Linked DNA regions of Gossypium arboreum: region 2 is linked to region 1. The links are chromatin contacts, called in public Hi-C maps. All regions are on one chromosome and are shown on one strand. The core of a region is the stretch at or near the end of the contact, and the rest is flanking DNA. Distances in the headings are between cores, read along the strand shown. Region 1 holds the start of LOC108485712. Region 2 holds the start of LOC108484082 (ketol-acid reductoisomerase, chloroplastic).

Evidence for each region. Hi-C and Micro-C count contacts between places; a contact is called where the count stands out from the background.
Region 2: a contact with region 1 is called in a Hi-C map of leaf, with 3 times the contacts expected there. The contact joins the promoter of LOC108484082 here to the promoter of LOC108485712 in region 1. A contact is called at or near these places in 2 of 5 Hi-C or Micro-C datasets (both in leaf).

Annotation. Positions count from the first base shown.
Region 1 is chr7:98,081,702-98,086,582 of ASM2569848v2, forward strand. LOC108485712 reads left to right here and starts at 1,792. Exons shown (of 2, transcript XM_017789562.2): 1 at 1,792-2,042; 2 at 2,128-2,580. The coding sequence starts at 1,892. The coding sequence ends at 2,348.
Region 2 is chr7:98,229,817-98,235,290 of ASM2569848v2, forward strand. LOC108484082 (ketol-acid reductoisomerase, chloroplastic) reads right to left here and starts at 3,988. Exons shown (of 10, transcript XM_053031067.1): 1 at 3,757-3,988; 2 at 3,576-3,668; 3 at 2,945-3,010; 4 at 2,367-2,507; 5 at 2,017-2,244; 6 at 1,819-1,936; 7 at 1,598-1,737; 8 at 1,287-1,454. The coding sequence starts at 3,816.

The DNA.
Region 1 (4,881 bases), core at 542-3,041:
CAACATTATCAGTCTAAATACTTCACTTTAATTAAAATGTTGTTGTGGACATGTCCAAATACATAGCCTTTAGTTTTTTGAAACAATGGTTGATTTTTAATTTTAGTTCACATACTATGCTCAAATTTGAAATTTAATCTCTATACTTATATTTGACACAATTTGGTACTTTTTAACTTTTGATTTTCATTAATTAGTCTAAATACCTTATTTTGAATAAAATGTTTATGTAATTTTTAAAATTGACAACATTATTAAAATTCTTTGTTAAGTTCAAGTTTATTAAATTGTCAATTTTTTCGTTACATGATTATCAAATAAATATTTTTTTATAAAATTTCAATATGTTGCATAAAAATTTGTAATAATGTTAATAGCTGAATTTAAATTTTTAAATTCTATAATAAACGATTTGATAAATAAAATAAATTTAAAAAAATGAAAAATTAAATAAAGTTGGGGTGAAATAAGCGATTATGATTTTATTAATGGGGAGTACGAGGCGGGACAAAATAGAGATTAGGTTAGTAGAAATAAAGCAAATAGTAGAAAAGCAAGGGTGAGAGGAGTGAACATTAAAGCATGACCATTGAGGTGGCGCTGCAAAAGTGGTAGCCTTGCAGATTCTGACAGCAGAGACGCGTCTTCTCTGTTGCATGGGAATGAATACGAAAGGAAAGGGACGAGTAGGGATAGCAGTAATACAGTTGTCAGGACAAGCTCCTTTCTCTTCCGGACAAGACCCATCACCATTTTGGACTACAAATTCCTAAGCCCTGTTTGGGCCTTTTCAATCGTGGAATGATTTGTTGAAAGAGAAGGTCAGCCCACACAAATCTATAGGATCCTTAACACTACCCTATCAAAACCAAGGAAAGAAACATCAAAGGAATCTAAGAAAATACAATGTTGTAGTGATTGAAATCGAAAATAGACTCAAACTGATATATTTGGTAAATATACGTTTAAATTTTGTTATTATTATTTATTTAATATATAATTGATTTTTATTTTATTATATAAAATAAATATTTTATATTTAAATTAGTGAAAATAATTCAAAAGTTGTTGAAAAATAATGTTTTTGAGAAATATTTTATACGAAAAATCTTAAAATTTTCTCAAAAATATTCAAAAGCCATAAAATAAATTTCATTTTATCAAAATAAATCTAAAAATCAAAGCAAAAAATCAATATGAAAAATCGATAATCAAACTGAGTCAAACCAAATTATGATGGACAGTTTAAAAAGATTAAAAAATCTGATCGAACCGAACCGAACCGATATCACCCTAAAAGAGATATAATAATTCAACTCTCTCTCAATTCCTTTTTCTTGTTCTTATTTAATCCACTTTTTAAATTATATATATTAGTTTAAAATTTTAATTTACAAAATAATTAAGTACCAAAATTATTTAGCGATATAGTTTAAATTTTGAAGTCGGTACATTTACATTAACTTTCATTTTCTAAAGTGAAAGTCAATCTTTGAAGGTGACAACTTTAAAGTCAAACTCTTAAAATATCAACTTCAATCGACACATTTATGCCTAATGCAACAAATGACATTATGCTAGACTTGTTTTTGGCATTATTGTTAGAATTAGATCAATCGACCGTATCAATTAAGTTAAGAACCATTTGCTATGCTGATAAAAAAAAAAAGTTAAATTGGTTTTCAAGTGAGCTGTTCTAAATCGATTGAGTCAGGAGTAAATGATTGAAGCAAATTTTATAAATTTTAATAAATTTTAAATTTTTATATAATATAAATAATTTTATTTAATTAAATCCAAACTGAACTGAAAACCGATAAATTGATAGGGTGTATAAGATAATACTACTTTATTTAATAAAACCCTAAATTGAAAGAAGCTCTGCTTGGAGATGTCCTTTTTTGGTTGCAGATTAAACTATCCTCTGCTAAACCTCATACTTTCCAAGCAGCCCTCGTCCTACCCACTCGCCGCTTTGACTCGCTCTCAAATCAGGTTCTACTCTACCAACGGCGACGACAACGACGACGTTAGTAACAAAGGTAAACCAATGTTCCAACTTAGTCTCTGGTTAATTCACGAGGTACTTTAGGAATAGTAACGTTTTGCAAAATTGGATTCTTGCAGAGCTGAAAAGGCGAATACAGAAGTTCCTTGACGGCGATGAAGATGCTATGCCTTCAATCTTTGAAGGGATTCTGAAGAGGAAGTTGTCAGGGAAACATGAGGAAAGTGATGATGAATTGATGAAAGAGATTCGCGGTGAATGGAAACAGCCTCTAGATGATGCTGACGATCTAGAATTCGATTCTGATTTGACCGACTCTTCTGGTACTGATGGAGACTAATTGTAGGTCAGGAAGGTGCATTATCTGGATGATCATATCTTATGAAACAATATATGAAGATATTAATCGTTTATACTTGAAATGATCAAGAGAGTAGGGCAATTTTATTCTATTTTCCTAGAATTCTGCTGTTTATTTCTTTAGTGGTTGTTAGCAAAAGTAACGCAGAATGTTTGTTAGTAAATTTATTGTGATCAATTTTTAATTTAATTGATTCAATTGATTAATTTTATTAATAGTGCATTGAAGATGTATTCAATTGATTGGTTTGATTAATGGTGTATTGAAGATGTTCAGTGATATATTCTTAGTACTGTGGTGAAGATAGAAAAGCCCTTGGGAAAGGTGTCCCACTACTCTATCCTTGAGTTCAATAGGGTCGGGGATGTCTGAAAATATGCTGATTTTCCTAAAATGCTTTCTTTAGATTATATTTTGTTTTTTTTAAATGAGTAAATTAATCTACGATATTAAAGTAAAGAGTAAATTAATTTTTCTATTAAAATTATAACTATTTCTATTATTAAAATTATTTTTCATATGTTAAAATGAGTGCACATGTAACTACTTAATTATTTTGTCAACTGTATCAGCTTTTTATTAATAGAATGGATAAAATTTTAGTTTGGTCTCTAATCTAATGTAAAGAGATTAAGAGCTAATCTAACATTGCTTCTAAAAAGTATTTTTGGGATAAAAATACTTTTGGAGAGAAGTTAAAATTTTTATTTATGTTAAAAGCATTTTGGGGTTTAAAAGTATTTTCTCTAAAAAAAGTATATTATTTAGTAATATTTTAACTTCAAAAGTGTTTCTTAGAAAGAATTTTAATATAATCTTAATTTACTTATAAAAAGACATGCATTTTGACACCTTGTACAGAATTTTTCATAATACTCTTTCGGTTGGTATTCTATTCATCAACTAAGACCTTTAAATTGTTCCATGATTCAAGGATGAAGCCAGCCAATCCATGTAAAAGTTGAAACTCTTACATTATGAGGTTGTTTCTCGGGTGGCGTGGATTTTGGTATTCCCCTAAAAACAAAGTGAGACTAGCATTTCCCCAATTGAAAAGGCCCAAGCAGGGTTTAGGAAATTGTAGTCCAAAATAGTGCTGTGTCTTGTCTGGAAGAGAAAGGAGCTCGTCCTGACAACTGTAACACTGCTATCCCTACATGTCTCTTTCCTTTCACATCCATTCCCATGCAAAAGAAAAGACGTGTCTCTGCTGTCAGAATCTGCGAGGCTGCTTTTGCAGCAGCACCTCAATGGTCATGCTTCAAGGTTTTTTTATAAAAATAACTCAAAAAAATTAATTAATTATTAAAATGATTTATTTTTTAATTAAATATTAAAATATCTGAAATTTAAGGTAAAAGTTGGTGGAGCTAAATTATATGGCGCCACCAACTTGTCACGTCAGCAGAAAATATAAAAAAATTAATTTTTTAGTAGAGCCATGTAGAATGGCGTCACCTGTATAAATATAATAAAAGTGCTATAATTTTTAAAAAAATAGAGAATTTCAAAATAATTTTTTATTTTTTGGTACAGTAATTTAAATGGCGTCACCATACCTTACACCATGCCACCTTCTTTCTTTCTTTTTTATTTTTACTTTTTTTTAACTTTTGTCTTTTCTCTAATTTTGTCTTATTTTATTTTGTTTATTTTGTTTATTTATTTCATTTTTTTGTTATTAATTTTAAAAATTTGAAATATATATTTGAAATGTTTTATAATATATATTTTTAAAATTTTAAATATTATTTTTAAATATTAATTTTAAAATTTTAAATATATATTTTTGAATTTATTTTTAAAATTTTGAATTTATTTTTAAAATTTTGAATATTATTTTTAAATATTAAATATATATTTTAAATAATATAAAATATTTAAATATTTTAAAGATATGACCTTTCAAATATATTATTAGTTTTTAATATTTTAAATATTATTTAATTTGTTTTATAATATTTTAAATTACGATTTTAAATTATTTTTAAAGATATTCTTTTTTAATAAAAATAACCCAAAAATTTAATTAATTATCAAAATGACCTATTTTTTAATTTGGTTCCACCAACTTTTATTGTAGATTTCAGGTCATTTTGTGTTTAATTAAAAAATAAATTATTTTGATAATGAATTAAATTTTTGTGTTATTTTTATAAAAAGCTAATATATTGTTAAAAATAAAAAATATAAAACTTACAAAAGAAAAAAATTAAAGAAAAGACAAAAGTTAAAAAAGTTAAAAAAAAAAAAGAAAGAAAGAAGGTGGCGTGGTGTCGTCTGGTGGCGCCATTTAAATTGGCTCCACCAAAAAAAGAAAAATTATTTTGAAGTCTCCTATTTTTTTAAAAATTACAATATTTTCTTTGTATTTATACAGACGGCGCCATTTTATATGGCTCCACCAAAAAATTAACTTTTTTATGCTCCCTGTTGACGTGGTAAGTTGGTGGTGCTATATAATTTGGCTCCACCAACTTTTACTGTAGATTTAGGGTTATTTTCGTGTTTA
Region 2 (5,474 bases), core at 2,738-5,237, 150 kb after region 1:
GTTGAAGGAAAAATTGTGGTGTTACTTGTATATGTGGATGATTTATTGATAGCAAGGAATGATGTTGATATGATAGAGGAATTAAAAGAAGTTTTAAATATGACCTTCAAGATGAAAGATTTGGCAGACTTGAGGTACTTTCTTGGAATTGAGGTGTTGAGGTCTAAGGAAGGAATTGTGTTGAGCCAGAAGAAGTATGCGCATGAATTAATTGAAGACACTGGCTTAAAAGATGCTAAAACAGCTTCAACACCAGTGGAACAAAATCTAAAGTTGACAACTGTGGATTATGATAAAGACATACAAAGTGAGGATGCACTGCTAGAAAACAAGACAAGCTATCAGAGGCTGATTGGAAGATTAATCTACTTGACTCATACTAGACCTGACATAGTGTTTGCTGTGCACTATCTTAGTCAGTTTATCCAGCAGCCAAAACGGTCTCACATGGAGGCAGCAATTAGGATTTGAGGTATATCAAGAAAGGTCCAGGCCAAGGTTTGTTGTTCAAGGCTAATAATGAAGGAAAATTTGCTGCGTTTTGTGACTCTAATTGGGCAGCTTGCCCAATGACGAGAAGATCTGTCACTGGTTATTGCATCATGCTGGGGAGTTCCTTGATTTACAGTGGCTAGGTCTTCAGCTGAAGCCGAGTATAGGAGCATGGCTACTGTGGCAGCAGAGATAGTGTGGTTAACAGGACTGTTACAAGAGATAGGAGTGCAGAATTTGAAGCCAGTTGAATTGTGTTGTGATAGTAAAGCAGCAATACAGATTGCAGCAAATCCTGTTTACCATGAGCGTACAAAAATATCGAAATAGATTGTCACTTTGTACGAGAAAAAATACAGGATGGGCTTATTCGGACAGAGCATGTATCAACTACAAATCAGCTTGCAGATATCATGACTAAGGCCTTAGGGTCCCAACAGCACAACAATTTAATGTACAAGTTGGGGGTTAAGGATGTTTTTCAACCTCCAACTTGAGGGGGAGTGTTAGAGTTTGTTGTAATTATTAGCCGGTAGTTAGGGATTAGTTGTCAAGGCAGTTAGTTGTAAATACTTGTATATATATGGATGTACATGGTTAATAAAGATTAAGCATTATTTCACATTTTATTTTTCAACAACAATTCCAAACACAATGAATCTTACTGGTCCAGAGTGTGAATAAATCCATAAATTAAATAACAATAACTATGTGCAACTTTAAATTCCAAATAATGAGAAACTCGAATTCATTACAAGTCAAAGTATCAACAGTTGATTAAAGAAAATACTTACATAAAATCGTTGCCCAGCCAAAACAACACTGCGGATTTCACTTCCACTAGCTACATCTTCGTAACACTCATACAGTATATCCATGCATGGGTAATAAGATGCACTATAGGCAAGCTCGAATTCCCCTTTTCCCTCTTCTGACAAGGAATTGTACACAGCCAAGATGCCCTATTAAAGGAAAAAAAAAATAGAATACAGTAAATAAATGCAAACATTTAACAGGTCCAACTGCACCATGGTAGAGCAAAAGAGAAAAGTAGATAAAGATTAGGAAATATAAGAGGTTGAAGAAATTGGACACAATGGACAACCTTTGTTGAGATGGTCTTTGATATAATTCCTGTAATGCATTCAACGGTGTTTTTGTAAGCAAGATCCTCGTTCATTCCGTTTTCGGTGTATCTTCTAAACAAAGACTCCACAATTCCATGAACAGCACCGAGTAGAATGCCTAGAAATGATTGTCAAAGCACAATAAGCTAAAAGAAAAAGCATATAAGTTGATCGCAGAAGTGCATGGTAAATTACTTACCCCGCTCCCCGAAGATGTCACTCTTGTACTCCTGTTCTAAAGTAGTAACAAAGGTGAAAGGTGATCCAAGGGCAACCGACCACCCCAAGGCAACATCAGTAGCTCTACCATCAAAGTCCTGTGCACAAAGAAAATTAGTCAATGCCTTAACAGGAAAAGAAAAGAAAAGAGAACGGAGCAAGACAAGGAAAAAAATACCTGATGGACTCCAAAACTAGAATTGATTCCAGCACCGTTGATCTCTTTCCCTTGAACATAAAGTCTCCTTACAGATGGACCCATTCCTTTAGGACACACAGCAATTACACTAATGTTCTTTGGGAAATCAAGGCCCATTGATTGCAAGTGTCCAAGAAGAAAGCCATGGGAAAGCCCAAGGATGCTATTGGGTTTCATGTGGGAGAATATCTTCTCATGATTGTCAGCCTGCAAAATCACATAGAATTCAATTCTTTGCGCAAGAAAAATCATATAATTAGTAAGACCAATGACCAACCAGTTATTTTCATTAGTAGTTTAGCCAAAAGAAATATTATATTGAAACAAACCTGTGCAGCATCAGAAATTAAGAGTAATACAAGATCACTTCCAGAAATAGTTTCCCACATATGACCCAAAGTGCCATTTTCTTCAGAGAACCCAGCAGCGCGAGCTTCAGCAAAAGAAGGAGAACCGGTCCTGAGTCCAACCTGTAATTTTATATTATTTAAATATTTCTCAAAAATATTATATTATATTTTATAAATGTAAATGCCTACATCTTTAAAATAAATAAAAAATAAAACCATTAAATTTTTGTACGTATTATAAAATTTTTCTATTTTCTATTTTAACATTCTAGGTTTTTTTAGCAGGTGCACCTAAAAAACCAAAACTTAAAACACGTAAAAAGGCTAAAGCTTGAAATGTTTAAGAATTTGAGTAACATTAATTTATTTTCTTTCCAGCTTAAAACGCCATCTTTTTTCCTTTAACGTTATGAAAGCCAGAAAATGAGAATAGCGGGATGTTATTGTCGCTATTCTTGCGGCCATTATTCGCCGCTATTGTTGTGATTTATATTCACAACCATTTTCTTCCGCTATTTGAATTGCTGATAACAACGTAACTGAACTAAAGAGATCACCTTGACAATGATATTAGATTTTGCATCAGCAAGAGAATCCCTTAAATTTTGAGCTTGAGGAGGTCCCTGAAAGAAGTTTGTTAGCAGTTAGTAAGTTGGAGATTTTATCCCTCTACTTACATTCCGATATACATTGAACAAAGGGGTACTTCATGAAACCATAATGAAGAATATGAAAGATATAAACAGCAACCCATGTTGCTGGGGCAACAATATCTATTACAAGAAGCAGAATACCATTTCTTTCTTTAGTTGAGTGAAGATGCAAAGTATTTTTATACAACAATACATGGATACCACTTGCTTAATAAACCAAAAGCTATATAACATAACACAACGCACACGATGCCATCAAACCAGAGGCAAATTTAGAGGCCATCAAATGAATTTTTTTTTTTCCAAAATGATGGAATTATAAATGAATACAAAATAAAATTACACCAAATATTTTATAATTCAATTCCAGGATAAAATAATATTTATATTTACTCCATGCATACACGAATTGCAATGTCTAATATATATACAAGAGTGGAGAAGTCATAAATGGCCATATATAAATAAAACGAAAATAAAGCCTAAGACAAAAAAAAAATGATAAAAATAAAATTCTGGGGGTTTGGTTTGGTACCTGGGAGCCCCAGCCAATAACACCAATCTGCTTAATCCCTTTGAAAGCATCAGGCAGCAACTTAAACAAATCTCTTCCTCCTCTCACAATGTACTATAAAAAAAAAAAAAAACCCAAATCAATTCTCCAAATGAGATTACAAAAAAAAAAAAACCACTTCGTGGTGACCAGCGAGGGAGACTTTCTCTTTCTTAAAGACACAAGTTTGGAAATCGAGAGATATGTGGGTTTGGGAGGCCATAGCTGAGTCGCAGCAATTATGAATAGTCAGTGTAGTTGGTATGAGAGGACTCAAAAAAACTGAAAATGGACGTCAAGAAACCTAAATTAAAGTTTTGGAGGAAATTGAGGGATAGAGAGCAGTGAAGTAAGTAGGCGCCAAATATTGAGCTTTAGCAAAAAGGGGGCACAAGCGGTTACACCAATTTGGAATTTAGTCTACAAATTTAATCTTTTTAAGTTTGTTTTTCTTTTATTATTAATTTGTTAGTATCACTTTTAAAATAAAATAATTATTATTTGATAGCAATATAATTTAAATAATAAGGATTAAATTTTTAAAAGATATAAAATGTACATGAACTTTTATTTCGATACTTTCATATCAATCCAAATGTTCTGTTCCGTTAGTAAACCTAAATAATAAACTTTGATTTTATTATTTATTTTAAATTTATGTAATAATAAATTGTATTAACGAAGGTTATTAATTATAATATTAAGTAAGCTTCTGAGGTGGGCCAGCCCTGCCCTCTGCAACTTTCGGCTTTAGTAGGCGCTACTGTATCAAATGTAACGCAATGGTGAATAATAAAATTGTCAACCATCAGTATTTAGGGAAAAAAAAAAGAAAAGAAAAAGAAATATTGTGCCTACAATCAAAATTCTAATTAAATTACCCATAAACGAGAAGTAATGGTAAACATGTGAAAAATCTTGGTTTTTACCATAAATAATTATATTTAATTATAAAATAATCAATGTTGCCCTTTTTGTCGTCCAATTATTTGAGTTTTGGGTGTTTTCATTGTTTAGTTTAGTTAAGGTTTTGGCAAGAAGGTAGATTCATTCAAGCTTGAGGAATAGACGTAGGACAATGGAGTTTCTCTGTGAGGAAGAGAGGAAAATGCATTGAAGTAGGGCCCTTGGTTTGTTGTAGCAAGGATAGTCAAAATGGGGCAAGTTTGCATTGAAATCAGCTTGGATGAACCTCTCATTGTAGACAAGTAAATGTAAAAGAAATGATTTTGAGAAAGATCACATTTTCACATATCTGAAAGTGGTAGCTGATAGACATGCTGAAGGTATTTGCGGGGAGATTGGTGGCCCACCTCAACAATGCCGAGGAGTTAGTATAGACGCACAAAGGATATTTTCCTCAAAATCATGCCTACTAATATTCACATTCTGCATCTTGTAACTTCATTTCACATTCTTCTACTCAATCATTTTTCCAAAAATATTTCTCTCTCAAATTAGTCACCAAAACAATTGTAATTTCTCAAAATTTTAACACACATAAAATTAACTAATCATATTATTTAGACATGAAACAATTCAAATGTAATTATAAAATGGATAAACTACATCGGTAGTCATTTAACTATTAGTATTTTTTTATGTTCGTTCAACTATAAAAGTTACAAAATGATTAATTAACTATTTGAATTTTTCTTTTTTGGTCATCAACTATTAAATTACTAAAAAAATAATTTGGCAACTTTTAAAATTGATATAATAATAACTTTAACCCTTAACATTTATATATTGTATCAATACTAACATTATTCAATATTAAAAGTATAATTATTTACTTCAAAGTCTGAATGCAAAATATATCATATAAACTTTTGATTTCTAATATTATATAATTCAAATGTGCAATTGTTGTATTTAAAG